Regions from separate parts of the Urocitellus parryii genome. Here region 2 is linked to region 1. Evidence: chromatin contacts called from public Hi-C data. All regions are on one chromosome and are shown on one strand. The core of a region is the stretch at or near the end of the contact, and the rest is flanking DNA. Distances in the headings are between cores, read along the strand shown.

Region 1 (7,494 bases), core at 2,063-4,562:
AATATTTCCACGATCACAGAAAGGTCTACTGGACAGTGCTGTTCTAAATAGTTACACAATATTTTTATTGTCTTTTTGTTTTTGAGAAAGGGCCTTTCAATGTTTCCCAGAATGCCCTCGAACTACTGGGCTCAAGTGATTCTCCTGCTTCAGCTTTCCGAGTAGATCAAACTACAGGCCTATAGCACCACCAGGTCAGCATAAAAAGAGGATATTTTATAGAAAAACAATTCCCAAGTCATTAACCGAACCCTAGATAAGTCTTTTATGTACTCACTACAATGTCTACTATAGTGGTTTCTCCCTACAGTATCTACTGCTATAAACTGTGTCATATTAAGACATTTGTGCCCAGAGCCTAAAAGATAATTTACTCTAGAAATATTAAAAAGACCTGATAATAATCCTGTTTTAAACTCCATTCCCAATTTCCCTTCCACCAGTTCCACATCTTTCCTCCCATTGCCCAGGAAGCAGGGTACAATACAACATTGCACACAATGTTTTCTTTTCTTCAAAGAAAAAAGGACTGCTTTTAAGTTGGTAAAGTAGACTGAGCATCTCTTTGAGGCAAGAAAAAAAAAAAAAAACAATACTTGAAGTCGAAAAGAGGTCAGTTTGCTTTTGTTATATCTGCAATGCATACTCACAGAACACGTGAGTAATTCACTGAATGGACAGGAGCAAACCACCAGGTTATTTTTACATAAGGGCCTTGGAGTAGGCCCTACAATCCACACGCCTGGCTTCTATGAAGGATTCTGTTTGAACTGAAATTATTCCAGATATTTTCTATATTTTTTAAAACAACATACACTTGCAAGTTTATCCTAAATCTAGAACTGAATTTGAAAATATTCATTCATTTTATGCCTGGATAACCTCTTTCAGAATCTAAAACATAGACCCCAATTCAGAAAAGTTTCACTCATTTTCAGTTATAAAATCCCTAAAATTTAAGATTTAGTGGGTAACAGGATGATAAAGGGACAGATTAATTAGACAGGATATAGAACCAGTATAGAGATCATCTAATCAAAACCCCCTGAAAACTTTAAAAAATCAGGTTCAGAATTTTAAGGAAGTTCTTAAGATGAAAAGTTATAATACTAGTATTTACAAATTACATATGGTACTTTTCTTAACCTGGTGTCTGAGAAACAACAAGTATTTACTATCATGCTTTTATGTTTGTCTTGAAACCCACTGCAGGTTTAAAAATGTTATACTTACTTAACTATCCCATAATAAATTAAGAACTCAACTTGACAAAGGTCAAAACTACACTATAAAACCTAGTCTTAAGTTCAAACACCTAACTAACATTAATACCAAAAACATGTATCTCTTTGGGATATCTTAATGATGTGTTTTTAATATAAGGTGTAATCCACTAGCAATGAAATAAAAAGTTATTAAATGTTTCACTCTCAATATTATATCACTAAAAAAAATTTTAATCTGATTATATTTTCTTTTTTTTTAATCTTAAGTTACCTTTTGAACTCAATTTCTTTGCCAAAACTTGAAAAATAAAAGCAAATTCCTTTGTAAAGTTTCTTCTGTTGAAAGTCTGACACTTTCAAAATCAACTAATTTTTAAGAAATCCTATGAGCACACAAGATTTACCTAATTAAAAACAATGTTTATTCTTTTTGATGCATATAAATTGAGGAAGTAACCATATTTCTCTACAAGCCTCAGTGCCTACACATATGTGTACACACATAGGAGGGGAACCTGCTCCAAGGGTATTTTGAGTACCTATGGATTCTAAAAAAATAGATCAATTGAAAGCCACAGAAATTTCTTTCAAGCAATGTTAACTACAATTGTTAACTCGTACTTACTTGTAAATCTTTCTTCAATTTTAGCAAATCTTCATTTTCTCCATTTCCAGATAATGCAGCTTCTACTTGCTGGAGTTGAGCTTTGTAGCTTGCCAGCTGTTTTGCTAGATCCTCTGACATCTGGGGAAAATAAAGAGGTTAAGACCATGAAACCTAAGTCAAATATCAAAGCACAAAAAATATTTCCTTAAACTGCCTGAATCAGCCAGTTTTAATCCAAAGTACTCCTGCAGCTTATATTTATCACCATTATTTTTACTCTTACTTTAGACTTGAGCTAAATCACAAACTTCAAGGTAACATATTCTGAAGATTGCAGAACATGTCAGTTCAATTCCATTTAAAAAGGTTGAAAAAGCATGGGATAAGAAGAAAAACTTCTTTATTTTTCTTAACTCTTATTATAGGAAAGCACTGTGACCAGCTCAATAATTAAGGTTATTATCATATCCTTAAGCATGAAAGAATACATCCACGGCGAAATAAAACTGATTCCCAGTTATCTACACAAATAACTCTCTTTACTTGAACAAATCAATTAAGCATGTATGTAGAAGTTCTTCTCCAGAATAAAAATCTTTCACTCAGTCAACTTAAATATGCAGTTGTCGATTCATTTTCTTAAGTAGCAACACAAATATTCCGCTGGGCTGAGGATGTAGCTCAGCGCTAGAGCATGCACAAGGCCCTAGGTTCGATCCCCAGCGCCTCAAAACAAAAACAAAAATACTCTCGCATGTAGGCATTCCCAGAAACGTTGCCATTTGCCAAACGTAGCTCGCACATTCTCCAGCAAACAAGATATGAATGAACCCTTCCTTGATGATTTGTAAGCAATCGTATGGGGCTTTCTTAAATTCCCGTCCAGCGAAAGCCTGGAATCTGAAAAGGCCCTAAAGGGTTAAAGCAAGCCAGGCAGCTCAGGTGCCAGTCACCCAACACCTTTAAGCCCGCCACAACTTTGTCGATTGTTTCAGGCCTGGAAACCTAAACATCGGCCGTCCGAGGCTTTGCAGAACCGCGCGGGCGTCCCTACCCCAGCCGACGGCCGCCCCAGTCTGGCCGTGTTCGCCCTTTTAAAAAGAGGCCCCAGCGCAGGCCGGGGCCGCTCACGATCAACTCTGGGTGGGAGAGGAGCTGGGGCTCCTACCCGACAGCCCACGCCCAGACCTCTCCTGTGAGGTTGGCTCCTCGGTCTTGGGCCTCTGCTCCAACTCTGGGGGGACCAAGGCCCGGCGAGGCCTGACGCTCCCTCACAGGATTTGTTACCTTGTGTGGGGTTGGGGATGGGGCGGCGGGAAGGGGTCGGGGAAATGAGCCCAGTGGCGGCGGTGGCGGCAGAGGCTGTAGCAGTAGGAAAAAAATCTTCGCGACGACAACAGGGCAACCCGGTCTCTAAAGGAAGAACTCCGTCGGTGGCGAGGGGGAGGGGAAGGAAAACCGGGCGCTGGAAGGAGGAAAAGACAAGGCAAACAAAGTCTCGCGAGATATGAAAAAACATCGCGAGATGTCACTCGACTCACAGGGTTCCTGGCGCCCTCTAGACGGTCAAGCTTGCTCTCGCTAGGGAGGTGAAGTAGGCGGGGCTTAATAGGAAGGAAATGGCGTAACCGGGCTGCGCCGGACGCAGTGTATAGGGTCTTCATTCCTAAGTTCCGGCTTTGAGTGGGTAGTCATTAGATTTTCATCGTGAAGCGTGTCCTGTTAGGCTCTTTCTGACTGCCTTCTTAAGCTAGCTATGGTGGAATTTAATGCAGCTTTTATACTAGTGGTTAGTTTTCAGAGTGTAGTCCCTGAGTCCGCAGCATCAGCATCACCTGGGACTTTAGTGGAAATGCAAATTTTTAAGTCTCGGGCGGGACTTAAAAATTTGCCATCAGATTATATAACTATTTTCTTTCACATTTAAAGAAAACTGAAGGACTACTAAATAAAATAGAAGTATAGCTGCTGCCTTAGGAAAAACTCCACCCACCATAGGTCAAAGAGAAAACAATAAACAAAATGTGTTGGTCAAATGAGATACTGCATTATTTCACTTTTATTGTATCCTACCTGATTAAAAGTAGCCTCAGATTTTCCTGGATTTTTCCTATTTCCACAAATGCCTAAGATGTATTAGAAATGTGCACAGTATTAACACTTGCTTATATATTTTTTGCTTTCTTTAGTCATAAAAGGTTTCAAATGTTTGCATGGAAATATGCTACTGGGTGAACTATTTGCGTTTTGTGTTTGAGTGTTTTAGGGTACATGGCATTTAATACATATATTCTGGGATGATACTTAGATGGCATCATACTTTAAAGGCTTAGATATTGGTAAGTGCAGATGATTAGATATTCATAGGTCGTAGCAATCCACTTAAATTTGCTTTGCCTTGCTGGTCTTAGGATGTACATTTCCAGCCATTTTGTTTTTTTCTCTATCACTAAATAACAGAAAACAGTCACAAAGGAATAGAAAACATGCCACTAAAAATAGAAAAGGATTTCATCAGTTTGAAAAAGATGATAATCTAAAGCTTTACAAGGATCAGAAATCACTGTTATTCAAAGTTCTTTAGACCTATTCAGAAGTGTTGTTTAGTGTTGTTTAACAGCACATGTTCAGTATCCCTTTTTTGAAATACTTGAGGCCAGAAGCATTTTAGATTTGAAATATTTCCTTGTATATAATGAGGTATTTTAGGGACGGAATGCAAGTTTAAGCATAAAACTTATTTCTATTTAATATATACCTTTACACATAACATGAAGATAATTTTATACAGTATTTTTAGTGCACCTGCATTTTTGACTATGACCTATCACACTAGGTCAGTTGTGGAATTTTCTACTTGCGATGTCTTTTTGGCACTCAAAAGGTTTCAGATTTGGGAGCATTTTGGATTTGGGATTTTCAAACTAAGGGTACTCAACTTACAAGTATACCTTTCTTGTGGTATATATTCTGGGCATAAAAAGAACCCAAACAAGCAAAAACCCTCAAATATCACAGATTTGATACTAGTCGTACCAATGGTAGTACAATTTTGATACTCATTTCTGCTATGGATTAAAACAAATAATAAATTTACTCTCAAATTGTTTGGCAAAAAACTGCATAAAATTTTACAAAATGTGTGTATGAGTATATATACTTATATAGAGAGACAGAAAAACATGGCAAAACGTTAGCAGTCACTGAGTCTAGGTGGAGGGTATGTTAAGTGTGCACTGTACAAGTCTTTCAGCTTTTCTGTATGTTTGATATTTTTCAAAATAAAAAGATGAGGAGAAGTATTCATAGCCTGATTAGAACACCTTTTAGAATGGTTTGGGGAAGGGGTGTGTTTGGGAATGGTGGGGAAGTGCAGGAGGAAACTCTTGGAATTAGAATAGCTTAGAAAGATCAGAAGTAATATGGGAGATTACAAATACATATGTGGTTATCAGAAACAAAAGTAGAAAGGTGAATGGGTCAAGGCTTAATGGGAATGATGGGAGCAGTGGAGGCCAAAGAAGCCGTCACCAGCAGGTCTTCGAAGGCTAGGAAAGAAAGTGTAATTAAAATGTGAAATAATTATTTTGAATTCTCTACATACAAGAGGGTCCAGTAGGCCTTGCCCTCTGATGTATGGGGATAGGAGCAGTTTACATTTTTTGGCCTTGTTTGGTTTTCTTAGAGGACAGCTCTAGCAGCAGTCCTTCAGGGTTGGCTTTTAAACTTGGAGTTAATTGGACTCATCTGTATCATGGGCTCTGAAAACACCTTTTTGTGTGTGTGATTATTTTTCTTTATTAGGGTGAATAACATGCACAGATGGGCTTCAAAACTGAGTAAGCAAACTTATTGCCTCCTCTTACTCCATGTACTATGGCATAATGTTAATCAATAAATGATGATTGCAAATGAAATCCATATGTAATTTGCATGTATAGGAAACATTAGAAAGGTTTGAGTACTTTTAAGCTTAGGCATGTGTGTCTTGGAAGTCCTCTTAAACTTCCACTGAAGACATAGAATCTTTTAATCCTGAATAATGTCATGCTTAAATTCATCACTGGATTTCCACAGTACTTATACTACAGATGTAGGAAAGTCTTGGACCCAATTATTGAATATATTAAATCATTATTTTTTAAAATTTTAATTTGTTCTAAATAGTCATACAGGACAGCAGAATGCATTTTGACATATTATATATAAATGGAGAGTAAGTTCTCATTCTGATTGTACACGATGTAGAATTAAACCAGTTGTGTAATCATATATGCACATAGGGTCATAATGCCTGATTCATTCTACTATCCTTCCTACCCCCATATACCCTTCACTCACCTTTATCTAATCCAAAGTACCTCTATTCTTACTTAGCCCCCCTCCTTATTGTGAATTAGCATCCATATATCAGAGAAAACATTTGACCTTCGGTTCTTTGGGATTGGCTTATTTGGCTTAGCATGATATTTTCCAGCTCCGTCCATTTACTGGCAAGTGCCCTCATTTCATTCTTCTTTAAAGCTGAGTAACATTCCATTGTGTATGTATACCATATTGTCTTTATCCATTCATCTGTTGAAGGGCACCTAGGTTGGGACCATAGTTTAGTTATTGTGAATTGAGCTGCCATAAACATTGTTGTGGCTGTGTCACTGTAGTATGCTGATTTTAAGTCCTTTGGGTAGAAACTGAGCAGTGGGATAGCTGGGTCAAATGTTGGTTCCATTCCAAGTTTTCTGAGGAATCTTCATACTGCTTTCAAGATGGTTGCACCAGTTTGCAGTCCCATCAGCAATGTATGAGTGTTCTTTCCCCCACATCCTCACCAATGTTTATCGTTGCTTGTATTCTTGATTATTGTTATTCTGACTGGAGTGAAAAGAAATCTCAGTGTAGTCTTAATTTGTATTTCTCTAATTGCTAGAGAGGTTGAACATTTTTTTTCATATATTTGTTGATCAATTGTATTTCTTCTTCTGTGAAGTGTCTGTTTAGTTCCTTAACCCATTCATTGATTGTTTTTTTTTTTATTTTGGTGTTAAGTTTTTTGAGTTCTTTAAATATGCTGGAGTTTAATGCTCTGTGGTAAAGATTTCCTCCCATTTTATAGTCTCTCTCTTCACATCATTGATTGTTTCCTTTGCTGAGAAGTTCTTTAGTTTTAACACATCCCATTTATTGATTCTTGATTTTACTTCTTGCACTTTAGGAGTCTTGTTAAGGAAGTCAGTTCCTAAGCCAACATGGTGAAGATTTGGACCTACTTTTTCTTCCATTAGGCATAGAGTCTCTATTCTAATGCCTGTCTTTGATCCACTTTGAGTTGAGTTTCGTGCAGGGTGAGAGATAAGGGCTTAATTTCATTTGACTACTTAGAACCCATGAAACAGCGTCACCTTCTCATCTTGCTTTCCTCAGATTAAAACTAATGGAAAAATGCCTTGGTGCTTCCTGAAGATGATACCATGTTTGTTTCAAATTGATTTCAAATATATATTTTATGCTTCAGGAGAGCTTAATTATGCATAAGCATCTCAGGTATGAAGATTAAGTACTTCCTCTATTGAAGAATACTCTTCAATTTTTTTTTGGCACAGTTGGTGATTATTTACTCTAGTATATCAAACGCCATTAGAGTGAATTTTATTTTTAAAAAGG
Region 2 (7,494 bases), core at 1,518-4,017, 210 kb after region 1:
AGATTGATGGGACTAACTCCTGACAGGGTCCACAGATCATTGTAAAGTTAGGATTTATAGCCATAGGCTTCTCAATATAAATCAGAAGGGCAATTTCTTTAGTAGTCCAGGCACACTAAGAGAAAGTTTGCCTGGTCATTGATCCCCAAAATCTGCATTAACAAAGGTCTGACTTGTAGAGGAAGTTTCCCTGAATGGGATGACAGCCATGACAGTACCAGAATGGGCAAATAGGGTCAAAAACTCTCCAGCCCAACATGGAGGACATAAGTTTCTTTTGTAGTTCTCTGCTTGGAGAATAAGTCACTCCTTCTCTTTTCGGAATGTTCTTTGCTTGAGCCTCATTTTCACTTATAATAAAAATTTCTGGCTTGGTTTGCCACCTCTGACTAAAGTTTTTTTCCTCAAGTCACAAGAACAAAGCCCAGGAGTTCTGGCTCTTCATTTGCCTGTGACAGATTTATATTCTCATCCAGAGGAAACAATAAATACATAAATACAAATAAGATAACAGCATTAAGTTCTCAAAATCATCTTTGATATCTTACATTTCACCTACCTTCTTTTCTGCCTTTATAAATGTTGCGACGGGCAAAAGGTGTGACTTATGCAGTCCAGGGGGAGAAATAAAGAATGTCCACATGCTTCTGCCCTTTTCAATGCTTTAGTCACTCAAATCACTCAATACAATTTCAATCTATAGGTTCTTAATCAAGAAAACGACAATCCTTAATGCTTGGCACTGCAATAGACATAATCAATTCACAGCAAAGAATTCTAAATTAATTAATTCTAAACACTGCAAACACACTTAATCATGATAGGCTAATGACAGACATTCCCTCTGTGTGCTAAGTTCAAGTGTCAGATCAAAAGTCTCAAGCCTTAGGCTTTAAGTACAGCAGATGCACACTCACTCAGACCATAAGGATCAGGTCAAGGAACCAATGCAGGCTTCTCCAGGGGTGGTCAGCTCCACCTGCTGAGGAGGCTGTTCTAGGGAGAAGTTGCTGTTCTCACCAGGGCCAAGATGTGGCTGTAGAGTTTGAGAGAGGTGAGAAAATGCAGAGGTTCAAGCAGAGAAGAAGAGTTGGGATGTCAGTCCAGGTCCTCATCAGGCTCTCCAGCTTGTGTGCATCAGTATTGGCTGGCTGAATGTTCATTTGCTCTATTATTTATACTAACTCTAGGGGCTTTTGACCCCCCTTTCAGTCCTTATCAGCTACCACCAGATTTCTCAGTAACATCATTTACCCTGGAGTTAAAACATCTGGTCTGGTGGTCCCCATCCCAATCTTTTCACCTTTCCCTCTTAGCAGGCAAGGACAGCCTGCCAGAGGCTTCACACTGAATTTATCAGGGTGGGGGGAATTGACTTGTTTGTGTCTGAGAACCATACTGGAGGGCTCCATTAGTGTGCCTGGTGATGGAGTTGTTTAGGATCAGGCCTAAGGCCATCCTCACATATCCTCATTTTGAAGACTAGGAATTGGAGGCTTAAAACTTTAAATAACATGTCAAAAATCCCACAAACTGACAGGATTAAAAGACAAAATAAAATGTTTACACAGGATGTTTTATTTTGGAACTTTTTTTTTTTTTTTTTTTTGCCAAGGGCTGGAAAGGATTTGATTTGAGCTTCAAATAAAGGTTACTAGCGGAGATACTAACAGAGGTGGAAGCTAATAATAGCTCAATCTAGAAATAAAAGTGGGCCAGAACTGCCTCAAGCAACTGAATGGGTGGTCAAGACCAACTTGGTTAGTTTTCACAACAGGGTAGGTTTTTTCCTTTTCCTTCTCTTTCCAGCATGTTATTTTAGGGCTGTCCAGAAATCCAATTTCTAAACAAGTAATTAGTTTTTCTATCAAGACTTAAGATCTTCACTAGTACCTATTCTCTTTTAGGCTGTTAAAAATAAAAACAAGAGCTGAGGCTGTAGCTCAGTAGTAGAGTGCCCACCTCGCACTCGTGAGGCGCTGGGTTCCATCTTTAGCACCATATAAAAATAAATAAAGCTATTGTGTCCATCTACAACTAAAACATTAAAAACAAAACAAAAACCCCAGCGTTTAACCTAAATCTTTCTGTTGTCACTGTACTGGTCCTTTCTAGATTTATAGTACAAGGCAAGGCAGCAACAATTCCCTGGGTATTAATTATCACATTTACTGAAACAAAATTTGCTAGCACTGGCCAGTCCTTTAGGGGCTGTCCTGCGAGGGGGCCTTTCTGGGGGAGTCTGGGGACCATGGGCGTTTCTAGAGCCAGAAAGAATAATGGAACTGCAGAAATTCCACACACAGAACAGCATATATTCCGCACTCAGAACTCCAGCATTCACCTACATTCATAAGGTTGGAGAACTGGCTTGGGCTTCAAGGGTCCGCTTTTTTAAACAAACCGGGACCACGTGACCTCCAATGCGCTTTGCTATTGGCCCTCGGAGTCTCACACTTGGCTTTGGCGCCGAACCCTTACCCTCTCGGGGACGCGACCATTGGCTACACAAAAGGAGAGAATATAGCCAACCTCCGATCAAGACTTCTTGGAATGAAACTTCCAACGGAGTTACAGGAAATATTCAGATTCGAATTTCAAAATTCAATGGTAGTCACCTAAGAGGGTGGTATAATACTGTGATTTTTCCAAAAAGAGAGAGCGGGCCTGAAACTGACTCCCCCTATACTCGGTGGGATTCTGAGAGTGGTTCCGTCCCAGGCGCGGGCACCGCCTCCAAGGGCGCCGCCATTTTGTTTGGCTGGAGGGGAGCGAGCGGCGCTTTGGGGGAGGGGTCTCGGAGGCTCCTCACCTGACTGACCCAGCAGTCTCCGGTTGCTGCTCTGGTGGGGGGAGACCCTCTCCCGGGTAGGGGCGCGGAGCCATGTACATAAAGCAGGTAAGGCCTGCGAGACCCTCCCACCCTCCCACGGGCGGGTGAGGACCACTCCTTGAGGCGGGGGTGTCGCCGATGGCCCCGCGGCCTCTTCTCTCTCCCTCTGAGGTGTACCAGAGCGAGTGGAGGAGGAAGGGACCCCATCTCCGCCGAGAAATGGGGCGCCTCTCTTCAGCCCGGGCCTCCCCGCGGGGTGCTCATCTGGGAGGCAGGATCTCCAAGAGGTGTGGAGGGGGCGGCCGGCGCGCAGCTGGAAGGGGCCGGGCCTTTCCGGGCGGCGCTGGGCCGCGGCGGAGGCGGCGGGCGCCAGAGGCTGTGCTGCCGGGGATGGCCGGGCACCGGCCGTTTGCGGGAGGTGTGTGGCTAGGTGGCCTCCCGGGCCGCCCCTTGAGGCGCCGGCTGGAGTGCCAGCTGTGATCAGGGGGTTTTCCCGGCAGGATTTATGAGCAGTGAAAGGGATCCTCCTCCCCGGATCCTCCCCCGAGCGCCTCTTCATTCACTTGTTTACTTCTGTCAAAATGTTCTTCCCGCGCGCGCGTCAGTCCACTGCAAAGATGAGCCCCTGCACGCAGTTTTGGGGACGTGTTTCTATTGGATACGCCTCACTCCAAGCACTCCTCCTTGGAACGCTGACCCCTTTGGGCTGGCGATTGTGTCTCGAAGGAGCTCTCCCTGGTCGCGGAGAGCTGGGACCTGCCGGCCGTGGATGGACTTTTACTGTTGCGCTACGGTGTTCAGTGTTCCCATTAACTTTGTACGGTGCACTTGATTTTGAGAGTTTCTTAACAGGTTACTGACTATAACTACTAAAAAATCAACACTGAGTTGGCGGAGCTCACTGACCTAAGGACGGTGTTTAGCCGATTTTTAATTTCCACGTTCCAAAATTTTTTTTCTTACGTGAATTTGAAAGTTTTCTATCTTGCATTAAATGAAAAACAAGAAGGGAAAGAAATGTAAAAGAAAGGTGGTGATTTAGAAGTTCTTTTTGTGTGTTCTCAAAAGTATCTCTTATTTACTAGGTGATTATCCAGGGTTTTCGAAGTTACAGAGATCAAACAATTGTAGATCCCTTCAGTTCAAAACATAATGTTATTGGTAAGTGCTCCTCATTTACTAGATCAGGTTATAGAGATGTATGTATGTGTTGTTCATCTGTTGTCTTTGAATGTTAAACCAATTTTGTATGTCTGTTTCTCTTGAAATTATTTTTGAGTGGGTATCAAGGGATTGAACCCAGGGTGCTTTATCACTGAACCACATCCTCACCCGTTTTTATTATTGAAACAGGGTCTTAATAAATTGCTAGGGCTTTGCTAAATTGTTGAGGCTGACCTTGACTTGTGATTCTCCTGTCTCAGCCTACTGAACCTCTAGGATAACAGGCCTATGCCATCTTGCAGGCTACTTTTGTCTTTTGTTCATACTGATGAATTACTTGTTTTATAAATTTAAAAGTATTTGGATAAGTCAGTTGTAAGTTACTCATTTGGAAGACTGGAGATGTAGCTCAGTGGTAGAGTGCTTGCCTATTGTGTATATGTGAGGCCCTGGGTTTGATCCCCCAGCATTACAAAAAAGTACTCATTTTTACTTGATACTCTTAGTATGTGTGAGATAGTGTTCTAATAGCTTTAAGTTTATAGTGAAGGACACTTAACTTAGCATTTGATTTGTATTCTTGATTTATCACCTCTTAGTTTAAGTGCTCACTATTGCTTTGTTTTAAAGGTGTTGATTATTTATTTTTTTCATTATCAGTGCTTAAGACCACGTAGCTTGTGCGGAAGAGCAGCATAAATTTTGGAGTGTTAATAGAATGTGGTTCATATCTCAGTTCTGGCACATAACTCTTTTTCAAACTAGTTATTTGAGAAGTTTTAGTTTTCTCATTTATAAAGTGAATATACCTGTCTCACAGGGCTATTGGTAAAATGAAATGTGAGGATAAAAGAAAAATGGTGGTTGCCATAACAATATTTAATTGTAGATTCTTCAGATTATAATGTTCAGATTGCTATTACAATCTAATAGCTTTAAGTTTCTGGCATTCTGGCATTCTGCTGGATTGTTTAAACAAAAGATTAAATGAGTACTTTTGGACTCTTGAAAAATCAGACTGCTATGCTGTTGACACAGTTCTGCAGTATAGTGTTCTCATTACTAGGTATATTAGTTTGCTAGGGCAGCAAAATAGAGCGGAGGTTTAAATAACAGATTTACTTTCTTACAGTTCTATAGGTTAGAAGTTGGTGATTGTGATTAGATTCTAGTGATGATTCCCTCCTGGCTTGTAGACTGACATTTTTCTGTGTGCTTCCATGGCCCCCACCCTCATGACTTCATCTAACTCTTATCTTGAAAAGGCCTCCATCTCTAAATGCCATCTTATTGGGGTTTAAGGTGTCAACATGAATTTTAGTTGCACACAACTCAGTTTATAGTGCAAGCGAGGCTTATAAAAATCAGTAAAATGGAAATATTGAATACCAGTATTCATAGAAGACTCCCTTAAGACAATCATACTTTACTTTTTTATAAAATAATAAAAACCAGGCATCTGTAGTCTGCTAGTCTGCGCATGTGTAGTCTTAGCTTGGGAGACTAAGGAGGGAGGATTGCTTGAACACACAAGTTTGAGAGCAACCTGGGCAACATTTGAGATCTCATCTCAAATAAAATTGAAGACAAGTTATTCTTAGCCTTGATACATCAATTGCAATCTCATAGTTGAGATTAAAGAAAACATTTTTCTTTTTGTGCTGTAGCTACTAAAGACTGTTAATTTGATGTGCCTTAAAACAGTAGTTTTATTGTACTGGGGTTTTGCTTACATTTTTTTACAGGTGCTTTTGATTTTCTTCAATCAGAAAATCTAAAGAAATGGAGAAAAAAATAACAGTTACTAGATTAATATTATTTCTTTAATTTAGCAAGTTAATAAATATCAATGTTTTAGTTGTAAAATTTTATAAATGATCTGTAAAGTGATGACCATTATCTAGAATGATTATATTATTTATCTGTAAGGTCTGATATATCAAATGTCTTAGATGTTAGTTATTAGGCAGCTATTTTGCAGCTTTGATTGCAATGTTAGGATTGATAGTCTAAAAATTTTTCTTTGCTTTGTTTTAACTAAAACTTAAGGTGACTATTGGTTAGACATGTTTCAAAACAGGTACCTTAATAATGTAAGAAAGACCAAAAGTAGTATGTATTGAGATTGACATTAAACAAACTACCTGGGGAGAGCAAACCACTTTGATTGTTTAATGCCTTTGACCCTTAAAAAAAATTCAAAAGCAAGTATCTCTTATGCTGATGTTTGAATGTTTGATAGATATATATATATATATATATATATATATATATATACACACACACACACACACACACACACACACCAGGTACAGCCAGCCTTCCCTATCTGCTTGTTCCTAGTCCTCAAAGTCAACCAAATGTAGCTTGAAAATATTAGAGAAAATTTTCTCTGTTGAACAGGTGCAGGCCTTTTCTTGTCATTAATCCCTAAAGAATACATTTTAACTTTACATTGCATTTACTGGCAAAAGTTACAACAAAAGGATTGTTTTGGTTATATACAAATACTGTTTCTATTTTATATAATGGACTTGTGTATCCTTGGATTTTGGTATGAGAGAGGGGGAGAAAGAGGTGTATATATAGAGAGAGGTCCTGAAATCAGTTTCTTGTGGATATGAGGGATGAGTGTATACACCTTTTTAAGGTAGTGTTTTTTCCCCCTTGCCTTTTAACAAAAAATTCTTGTTAATATAGGATATTATAAGAAAGCCTAAAAGGTAAAGGAAGAAAAATTGAAATTCTACCCAAAGATAATCACTCCACCCCCATATATTAGAGATTGGACCACCGGCATCACACTTACTATAGGCAAGTGCTCCACCACTGAGCTATACCCTACCCCTTTTTTCCCTGCCCAGGGCTGAGGGCCTAACCCAGGGCCTTGAGCATGCTAGGTAAGTGTTCTGCCACTTAGCTAAATCCTCCAGTCTTCCCTGAACCCGTTTTACTTTATTTTGAGACAGGGTCTTACTATGTTGCCCAGGCTGGCCTGGAACTGTTAATCCTCCTGCCTCAGCCTCATGATAGCTGGGATTATAGTTAACCTATACTTGTATTAGCCCTTGTTTCCTAGAAAAAAGGAAACAGGCTAGCTTAGCTGCTAAGGCTTTTATGGGAGTTGTGGTCTGAGTGCGGGAATGAGGGGAAAAACTGGACACAGCTTTATAAAGAAGACACTATTGGATTTGATTATGTTGGATAACATCTAGCCAGACATTATGGACTCAACATGTTTTAGAAAGGTCAGATGGAAGAAGGTAGTAAAGAGATTTGAGAGATTTGATAGGTGGTGCCTGCCTTTCACTGGTCAAAGTTTACTGTGTAGAATATTAATTCCTCTATGCTTTTGGATTGTGTTGCTCTGGCAACTCACCCACCTGAAGCAGTCAAGGAGTTAAATCCTCCTTTGAATCTTCACAGGCCTGACCTGCATGCACTTCCAGCATAGTCTGAAACAACCAAAGGTATTAGGAGACTGAACTTTTGTCAGC

Evidence for each region. Hi-C and Micro-C count contacts between places; a contact is called where the count stands out from the background.
Region 2: a contact with region 1 is called in a Hi-C map of muscle, with 4 times the contacts expected there. The contact joins the promoter of Smc3 here to the promoter of Smndc1 in region 1. A contact is called at or near these places in 2 of 2 Hi-C or Micro-C datasets (liver and muscle).

Annotation. Positions count from the first base shown.
Region 1 is chr5:192,793,939-192,801,432 of mUroPar1.hap1, forward strand. It overlaps Smndc1 (survival motor neuron domain containing 1), which reads right to left and starts at 3,313. Exons shown (of 6, transcript XM_026389091.2): 1 at 3,121-3,313; 2 at 1,852-1,971. The coding sequence starts at 1,971.
Region 2 is chr5:193,007,687-193,015,180 of mUroPar1.hap1, forward strand. Smc3 (structural maintenance of chromosomes 3) reads left to right here and starts at 2,768. Exons shown (of 29, transcript XM_026389201.2): 1 at 2,768-2,899; 2 at 3,919-3,994. The coding sequence starts at 2,885.